2 separate regions of the Zea mays genome follow, and region 1 is linked to region 2. Evidence: chromatin contacts called from public Hi-C data. All regions are on one chromosome and are shown on one strand. Each heading gives the region's core, a stretch centred on a gene start, on an enhancer-like site or on the middle of the called end of the contact. The rest is flanking DNA. Distances are from core to core; before and after follow the strand shown. Region 1 holds the start of LOC100283099. Region 2 holds the start of LOC100192469.

Evidence for each region. A called contact is a pair of places that touch in the nucleus more often than the background predicts.
Region 1: a Hi-C map of leaf shows a contact between it and region 2, with 5 times the contacts expected there. The contact joins the promoter of LOC100283099 here to the promoter of LOC100192469 in region 2. A contact is called at or near these places in 3 of 25 Hi-C or Micro-C datasets (ear, leaf and tassel).

Annotation. Positions count from the first base shown.
Region 1 is chr8:14,487,295-14,492,079 of Zm-B73-REFERENCE-NAM-5.0, forward strand. It overlaps LOC100283099, which reads right to left and starts at 1,409. Exons shown (of 3, transcript NM_001156001.1): 1 at 1,065-1,409. The coding sequence starts at 1,334. LOC100276063 reads right to left here. Exons shown (of 7, transcript NM_001149944.2): 5 at 3,973-4,341; 6 at 3,017-3,072; 7 at 2,145-2,671. The coding sequence ends at 2,519.
Region 2 is chr8:14,321,151-14,325,794 of Zm-B73-REFERENCE-NAM-5.0, forward strand. It overlaps LOC100192469, which reads left to right and starts at 3,062. Exons shown (of 4, transcript NM_001137689.1): 1 at 3,062-3,097; 2 at 3,689-3,863; 3 at 3,976-4,193; 4 at 4,286-4,644. The coding sequence starts at 3,755.

The DNA of each region.
Region 1 (4,785 bases), core at 159-2,658, 160 kb after region 2:
AAAACAATAAAAAATATGTGGATTTCTTTTGCATTATATAATGAAGATTGAAGAGGCAACATGGTATCGAGCCAGTCTCACGCCAGCGTGCTTTATTGGATGATTGAACACAGTGAATAACAGATGCAAGGAACAAAACAGCTCTGAGGGCCAACTCATATAGCATATTTGCAGTATGATTTCTACTAACAGAATATATATACTATGTCTGGAGAATTTTTTATACCAAGTTGTGCAGATGGAAACACGATCCATGTAAGAACACGAAATTGTTTGATCTACTACCACCAAACACAAAGATGTAATAAACTAATAAATTTACCTTTCAGGAGATAAACCCATTCCATTGTATAGTACATGTTATTAATCAAATCCTTTATGCAAAGTACTCTCTCCATTTCATTGGCTTTTCTACATACATACTTTTGTTATTTTACTTAGATATACATTATGTTTAGATACATATTAAAAGCAATGTATCTAGAAAAGTCAAAATGCATTATAATTTGGGAAGAAGGGGTCACACAGAAAATGGTTGTTAGGCCCTATAAAATTCAAGATGTGTCAAATTTTGTGATGAAGAGAGTAGCATTTAAGTAGTCAGATTAGCTAAAAAAATGACTGCTAGGCATTGTTGCGAATTTCCTAACATACAAAATTGTAGATGGATCTTCAAACTAATGGTAAATTAGTAGCTAGCACGAGTATTGATCTCAGTGAGCAGAAAGCAATAAATTCCTACCTATCAAAAAAAAACTTGACCTAGGGGGTAAAACAGCCCCAGGACATTGCTCGATAGAGAAGATATCTTATCCAGATCGAGAAAACCCTGAACCTCCCTAGCCTAAAATTCGCTCCACTGGCATTCGAACTCAACACGTATTAAGGCCACCTAACCGACTCATCTAGACTCTCCACCACAAATTCCTGTCTAATACGTCTCAACACGATTCCTGTACTCGCGAAATCCCCGCTGCTTCGATGAGGGGGGACACGTTCACCACATAATTCGACAGGAACTGAACAACTCAACAAGTCGCGAAGCACAAGGGAGTCACAGCCACCTGCTGGTCGCTGTCGAGGTACTCCTGCGCCTCCCTGATCTCGACGTCGAGGGCTGCGGGAAGGTTCCCGGAGCTGGGCCCCTTCTTCTTCTTTCCCTTGGCCTTGCCCTCCAGCACCACCGGCGCCGAGCCGGGGCCCTTCGCCGCGTGGAGCGGAGCCAAGAACGGCTGCCGGCGCTGCGGCCGGACGCGCGCGCCGGCGCCGTGTGGCGCGGACAGGGCGGAGCGGAAGAGTGCGGCGGCGGTCGCGGAGGCCAAGGCCATGGCCATGGCCATGGCGGTGGTCGAGGTGAGTGACGGAGGGGATAAGGCGAGGCCGCGAGGGAGAGGGGAGAGGAGGGCTTTGCTTGGGTTTTGGATTGGACTGCTCTTATTGGTGGATGCGTACGGGCTGGCGGCTTTCGTGCGTGGCCCACACGTCAGTGAGACGGTGACAGGCTACCACTACACACTACAGACACCGAGACACGTCAGTGAGATACTAGTTGTGTTTGTATGGATTTGGTGTAAGAACTGAACTAGGGAACAGCTCGAAAGCTAAAAAAAAGTTGCTGAGAATCTTTCAAGAAACTGAACAGCTCTCGCATAGTCATTTATGAGAAGACTTGTGAAAGCTGAGCTTTTGGTTCAGTTGTTCGGATATTAATAGTGATATATACAATTGCAAGCACAAGCATGTACCGTGTCTGAGAGCCTGTAATTTGGCAATCACCCGACTGATCACGTATATACAATGGCAGGAGACTATTTTCACAAAGGACTCCCTGAATGGCTGGACCTCATCAATATCATCTCCATCCGAGCCTTTATTTGTTCCGAGGAGCAAAAGAGGGGAAGAATTTCCGAGAACCAAGGAGCAAATGTTAATTTCCAGACTAGTAGTACAACAGCGTCAACACCTGACACACCATCATCCAACTTAGACCTTGTTCGGTTCTGTCGGATTACACCCGAAATCGTTCCAGCTAATTAAAGTTTATATAAATTAAAGATATAATCCGATTATGAATCGTTTCGACCCACCAATCCGGCACAAACAAACAAGACCTTAGGCTGCCATGTCCAGCTAGAAGCAGGCAAGGAGCTGGTGGCCAAATAGCCCCTCCTGGACCATCAAGAGCTTACAGCGTGAACACCTGACACACCATGGATAGCTCATAGCTGAGTAGTACAACAGCGTGAAGTTCTTACATATATATCCCAGCGGGCTCCAGTTTTCAGTCATTGGTTACACATAATTTAATTTCCAGAACGATTTTCTAGGAACAAGTGTCGAGGCCTCTCTCTCTCTCTCTCTCCCTCTCTACACAAGCTAACCTACTGCTGATGGCTGGCTCTGTTTGTGTGACCATTCCTCCGCACGAAAGATGCGCAAGTCAACAGGGGTAAGCAAAGGTGCTGCTTACAGAACTGATGTGACAACTGACAACAACCCAAGGTGTTCTGGATGCGCATCACCTTGGCGAACTTAAGTGGAAGATCTGACAATCTGGTTGGTATTTGTTCTGGGATGTAGCCTCTTCAAATTTCTTCAGTGGCCCTTCGTTCTCTGTTAAGCCAGTCTGGACAAAGTATCTTGTCCACCACGAGGAACTCCGCAGTTTTGCCTGGACACAAACAAAGGTAGATTTTGTCAGTGAAAGAATCTAATTTGCCGGCCATGACAAATACCTTGGGTAGGCTAGAGTTGAAACCCAACACAAGCCATAAATCACTTAACAAGTTCAAGGACTTAGGAATGCATTTTCAAAGTTTGTTGACCTAAGTGTCATCCCTTGACAAATTGAGAGGCCACTGATGCATTTAACTCTTTATACAATGTGTTGCTATATCATGAACAGGAAATGTGCAGACTGCAGAACAATAGTTTGGCTTCGTAAATGGGACAGCTTGTAGTTAAGTCATATGCAAAACAAATGTGCATGCAACCAATAGAAACCATCTATGCATACCGGTCTTCCAAATTTTGGTAGTTCTGAGACCTTAGCTTTCTGTTGACCAGGATTGCCTGTAAAGAAGAAATGAAACAAACATTTCTCAGATGATCTAAGCCATCCACGTATACCACAAAAAGTTATGTTTAAACATTTGATAATGGTATAAAAAGAACAGGAGTAAAGCATTATTCAGGGCCTAGGTGGACATTACTAGCATATTGCCAACTTTGAATGACTACTCAAAAAAGAATATAGATCTGTTTGAGCAGAAAAGTTTCAGCTCCAGTACCCACCACAAGAGTTCAATCAATGTACCTACCTACTTCAGAGAACACACCTTAAAAGTTGATAACACTTTGGTCTCCAAGACGTTAGTATCATCTGGTGTGTTTTTTTTTGACCGAATAGTATCATCTGATGTTGCAGTACCCCAGATATAAATCTGTCATCTTAAGATAGAAACACATACTACTTTCAAGGTTCTTCCTTGTATCATCTGATATTGCATTAGCACATATTTAAGGATCATCCATGCATCATCTGTTATCTTAAGATAGAAACACATACTTCTTTAAGGTCCATCCATAAGATCCCTTTTTGTTTCCACTTGGGAAGAAAATCCATTTAGTTCAAGACACACAGCTAAGATGGAGTTATTAATACAAGGGTCGAGTTTTTTAGGAGTTCTTAATAAAGTTAAAGAAAGACACGTGGAAAAACAACAGCAAGATCTAAGATTATTCTACAGGAATATTTCAAGTACAAGGTGGTTTGTTTAGAATATAACAGCAACCAAAAGAATATAAACAATCAGTAGTATTTCACCATTTGGTGATAGCAAAAAAGTGCACATGGTCACTTATATAAAATATATTTTACCACACAAAGGTACAACTATTGGTATCTGTAGGTCCAATGAGGGTTTCCCATAAAAAGAGAAGGCGATAAATATTTCAAGAAAAAACACATACCAGCAAAAATCACAAGGCCATCTGTGGAAACCCTTGCTAAACCGGGAAGTGTTTTGTTCAGATACCTTGGGGTCAGATAATCTAAAGCATCTGACACGATAACAAGATTAAAAGAATCTGGACGGTATGGAAGGGGGAACTTAATATCAGACATACGGACAAAGCCCTTGCGCACGAGTCTTTTGCAAGTACTGTCAGTATCCTCCAAATCATAAGGCTCCACTCCCCATGCTTCAACCTTTCCTTCCTTCAACAAGTTAGAAACTACTGTACAACTATCAGGGCCTACATGGAGAACCTTTTGCATGGCATTGCCATATGCCTTCTTAAGATATGGAAGCGCCCGCATAACTTCTGATGTGCAAGAACCTGGATGCAGATGTAGACAGGAAGTCTGAGATTAAGAGAAGAAAACTTCCCTCATCAACATGTTGAGAAAAGAAAATTGTGAAGATGACTAAAGCTAAATAATCACTCTACTGTCCACTGCAATATTGGCCAATTCAATTTATGCAGTTTGGCTTGTATTACACCCATAATGACCGATTTCTCAAATCATGTACCTAATGTAGAAAATTAGCTACTGATCTTCCTGATCACGGGGCACATTTTTTAAATTACCAAGAATCAGGGAGCCAAATCATAGTGCCACAGCAGAGTTTCAGTGTTCAGAGGGGGGATCCTATTTATCATGAGGTTGATTACTGATCGCCAGTTACTACTTACTAGTATTGAATGTACTACTAGATATTTCATACCCTATTGAAGAATACAAACATCAAATAAGTTACAAAGGAAATAGGACACAACTAC
Region 2 (4,644 bases), core at 1,812-4,311:
AGAGTCTATGTATTATAGGACGGAGAGAAAGCAGAGTGTTTAGATCTATATATGACAGAGTACTTTTGTCGCGGTTTTCTCCATGCTGTCACGTACGAGTGTTGTTTCAGTTATTGATAAAGTTCGGACCTTAAGAATAGGAACCGATTGGTTCCTAAAAATTGGTTTTTAGAACTGGGGGATTTTAGGAATGATTGACTTTCTCTCTCTGTCTAGGTTAGTTCCGATTATTTCGGTTCGGTCCCACGCTGCCAGCACACCCCCTTCCTCGCCAGCTCCAAAGCCGTTCCATCTTATCCATTACTGTAGTACGTTAAATTAAACAGCCAGATGTTGATCTGCCATCATCGGGCAAATCACCGAATACAGATGTAAATAACAGATCCCGTCATGTAAAGATTCTTGATTCCACGATGTGTCATTCGACGACCGTACTATTTTTTATTCTTTTCAACGTAACACCAGTAGTGTTTTGATACACAGATAGCGTCTTCTCTAGCTAGTACGCCGTTCGGAGCGTAAAATATCCACCTCATGGTGCTTGCTCATCTATGCATGCGTATAGATAAATGGACTGGGGTTCTAGTCGTGTGTGTGTATATAATATCAATAATTGTGCACGTGATCTGGCCCACGTCAGTTGCACAAGCTAAAAGCAACGAAGACCATTAGTCAATTGCACAATCTAAAGCAACAAAGAAAGTAGCGGTGTATGTATATATAATCATGAATTGGCTGTAAGATTCCCTTCGCACCATCGACGTATAGTACTCTCTCTCTCTCTTCCTAAATAAATTAATTTCTAGAGTCATTCTTAAACCGAGCCTTTTGCAGTTACAACTTAATTTATAAAAAAGCATGGGCGCACAATATACTTATTTAGTGTCACATATATTTATATTTTTTCCTATAAATTTGGTCTAACATAAAAAATATCGACTTAAGACGACTCTAGAAATTGGTTTGTTCATGTAGTAGTGTGACTTTTATTTCTTTATTATTATTATTATATTATAAGTAAATACATAGTTTTTTTTGTTTTCTTGGACGGCCCTGCTCCTTCCAGGAATAATACATTCCAAGTTATAACGTATGGTCCAACGAGGCACGGTTTTTTAAATTGTTAGCTAAATCATTAACTTTAAATATTTTAAAGTTTGAACCGGTATCAAATTAAAAAGAAAAGTGCTATTCAGTTTTCTTGGAATATCCAGCCCTTGGCCTTTGACCAGTAGCCCAGTATAGGTAGGTCAGTTTCTACCTCGATTCGCCATCCACCAAAGACATCTCCGTCATGGGCCCGTCGCGTGAGGCGCCACCCGATGTTGATCCGGATCCGGCGTTGCGTCAGGTCGTTTGGCTGTTCTAGGGCATGTATAAGTATAACCCGCAAAATTCTTGATAAATACTGCCTATGTTCATCAACTAGTTCATTTTTAAACTAAACAGTGACAAAAAAAATAGAACAGATGGAGTAAGATATAAAAGACTTGATGTATTGTGTTGTATAAACGAGTTTCTTAGGTGTATCTAGTGCTTGAAGAACCGCAAACATAGTATCTAGGTTGTACATGTCCTTAGAGGTGTTTGTTTATCCTAACTAAATTTAGTTCGTGTCACATTAAATGTTTAATATTGTTTATATTTATTAAAGGCATAATTAGATTTAATAAACTTGTCTCGGCTTTTAGTCTTCATATATGAAGTTGATTTTATAATCAAGCTATAATTTATTTAACTATTTTTTAAACATTAGATACGGTAGAGACTAAATTTTACTTCCTCCGTCTCAAAATACAATACGTTCTAGACTAACCATAGATTCATTAAGAAACATGTGAATGCAGTTTGCGTGTATATCTATGTTTTCATTAACATTTGAATGAATGTGGACGAGATAAAAGTGGGTTAGAAAAAAAAACTATATTTTGGAACGGAAAGAGTAGTTAGGTCGGATGGACCAAACACAACCTTAGGGCTTACTTCGTTTTGTTGGTAATTCATGTGGATTGATTGAGATTGAGTCGGTTTAAATCTATAGCAAATTAAAATACATCTCAATTCTACCTAATACACTCCAAGTCGTTAGAATGAGAAGAGACTTTTCCAAGAGAATACATTGCAGCGGGGTCGCAGTCCATCGAGTCCATCGTTTTCTCAAGGCACGCGGATTCTGCCCACGTCGCCGTCGCAAGTCGGAACGAGCCAGCACAACACCGCGTTGCTTGTCGACTTCAATCGAGCGTGGCCGTCATCGTTGCGTGAGCCTATTATCCATGATCCATGCGTTTGCAGCGGTAGTTGACCGGTTGCTGTATAGGAAACCCGATTGGGCTAACACCAGACGTCTCCGCGTTCTCATATACGTACAGAGAAATCCAGGTTTTTTTTAGCTCACAACAGCGTGTGACCTACGCGGATCATATCAGACAATTCGTACTACAGCACTCGGGAAAGCTGCAGATGGGCTAGTACACACCTTGCATCCGCTGGTTTCCGTGCATTTTGAATTAAAAAAGAGAGAGAGAAGAATTAAACCTGTGCCTGTCTGAACGGCGACACAGTAGAGCACATTCGTGTCGTGTCGTGTAGTGTATCTCTGCTAGTGAGGAGTTCAGCAGAGCCCTTGCCAAGAACATGCGATTGTTTGATAGGAATTGCAAAAATTAAATGCCGAAGGTGCATTTGATAAGAAACCAAGTGTATTACGTTATAAACATCAGGGATCAGAAAAACCTACAATTCATATCTCTCGCATACTCTCTTCTTTCTTCTTCTATCTCAGCCGCCGATTGACCGCCCTACCCGACGGCGTAGTTGACACCATAGCCACACGACACCAGCTGGGTCAAGGGGTCCAAGCCTGCGCTGCGCGGCCAAGCTTTTGCCCAGACCATCATTGCTCCTCTCATCTTTAGTTGGGGAAGTGGGAAAGTGGCAATCATACGGACCCATCAAAAGAGGCCCCTTCATCTTTGGTGGCCTAGCTGGATTGGATATTTGGACGAGTGTTCTTCTTGGCTTGGCCACCCGCCTACTCCGTCTTCTTCATACGAGACAAGCCGTGCGCTTCTTCTTGGCCTAGCCCTTCGAGCAGGTGCGTGCGAGCGGCCTCCTCGCCTTCATGATTCCGTCCTCGCATCGCATGGCCTTCTGCGTCAGCAGATGCCTGACGGGTGGAGATTTGGGAGAATCCCAGTGATTCTGTGAATCCTTTTTGTTCTCTGCTTCGTCGGTTCGGGGTTTTAAGGTTTTTGCGCTCAATTTCTTCCCTGCAGTTCACTTTGGGCACTAATGGTTGCTGCTGTCTAGTCACTGAAACTCTACTTTGCGGTAGGTTCGTTTCAGATATATTTTCTTATAGATTCTGGCTTCCCCATTGCTGTCTTGAAAAATCCAAGTAGTTAATAGCGAAATTGAGTTCCCCTCCACCGAATCGTGCAGTATTCTTGAAGAAATCTAGTCACTATACTGAAATGTCTGTTTCTGCACTTCTTCATGTTCATGCCTAATATGCTAATCGTAGGTTTCGTTTTTTTTAAAAAAAAGGGGAACTGCTAATCGTAGACGTCATTGGAGGGATTGTTTCTGATTGTCCATGGTTCCTTTTGCACATTGTTTCAGTCTACTACTCATGCAAGAAGAATCGTTCACACGCTGAAGAACAAGAATCGGTGTGTATTTGCAGGGCAGGAGAGGAGGCCACTCTGACTGTCACTCTGAGCTTCGCGTCACCTGAGTACTGACGGACGACATGGGAGAAGTTGAGGACATGTACACCCAAGACGGGACCGTGGACATGAAAGGGAATCCCGCCGTGAAGAAGGGCACCGGCAACTGGCGCGCCTGCCCCTACATCCTCGGTCAGTGCTCAGTAGTCATTTGTGTCCATTGCCGCTCTGCTTTGTGCTCGCTCTGTTTGTTTGTTGTCGACTCCATTGACGGCCGCTGATACTTACATGGTTGATGGTTCAGCGAACGAGTGCTGCGAGAGGCTGGCTTACTATGGCATGAGCACCAACCTGGTGAACTACATGAAGACCCGACTTGGCCAGGTGAACTCCGTTGCCTCCAACAACGTCACCAACTGGCAAGGGACGTGCTACATCACGCCGCTCATCGGCGCCTTCTTCGCCGACGCGTACATGGGGAGGTTCTGGACCATCGCCATCTTCATGATCATCTACATTTTCGTAAGATCGTCGCTCGAATCCCATCCCATTGCCATCCGACGAGGAGAAGACACCACCTGTGACTGACGGATCGACTCAACTGAACTGAACAGGGCCTGGCGCTGCTGACGATGGCTTCGTCGGTGAAGGGGCTGGTGCCTACGTCGTGCGGCGACAAGGATGTGTGCCACCCGACGGACGCGCAGGCGGCGGTGGTGTTCGTGGCGCTGTACCTCATCGCGCTGGGCACGGGCGGGATCAAGCCGTGCGTGTCCTCCTTCGGCGCCGACCAGTTCGACGAGAACGACGAGCGGGAGAAGAAGAGCAAGAGCTCCTTCTTCAACTGGTTCTACTTCTCCATCAACATCGGCGCGCTGGTGGCGTCCACAGTGCTGGTGTACGTGCAGACGCACGTGGGCTGGGGCTGGGGCTTCGGCATCCCCGCCGTGGTCATGGCCATCGCCGTCGGCAG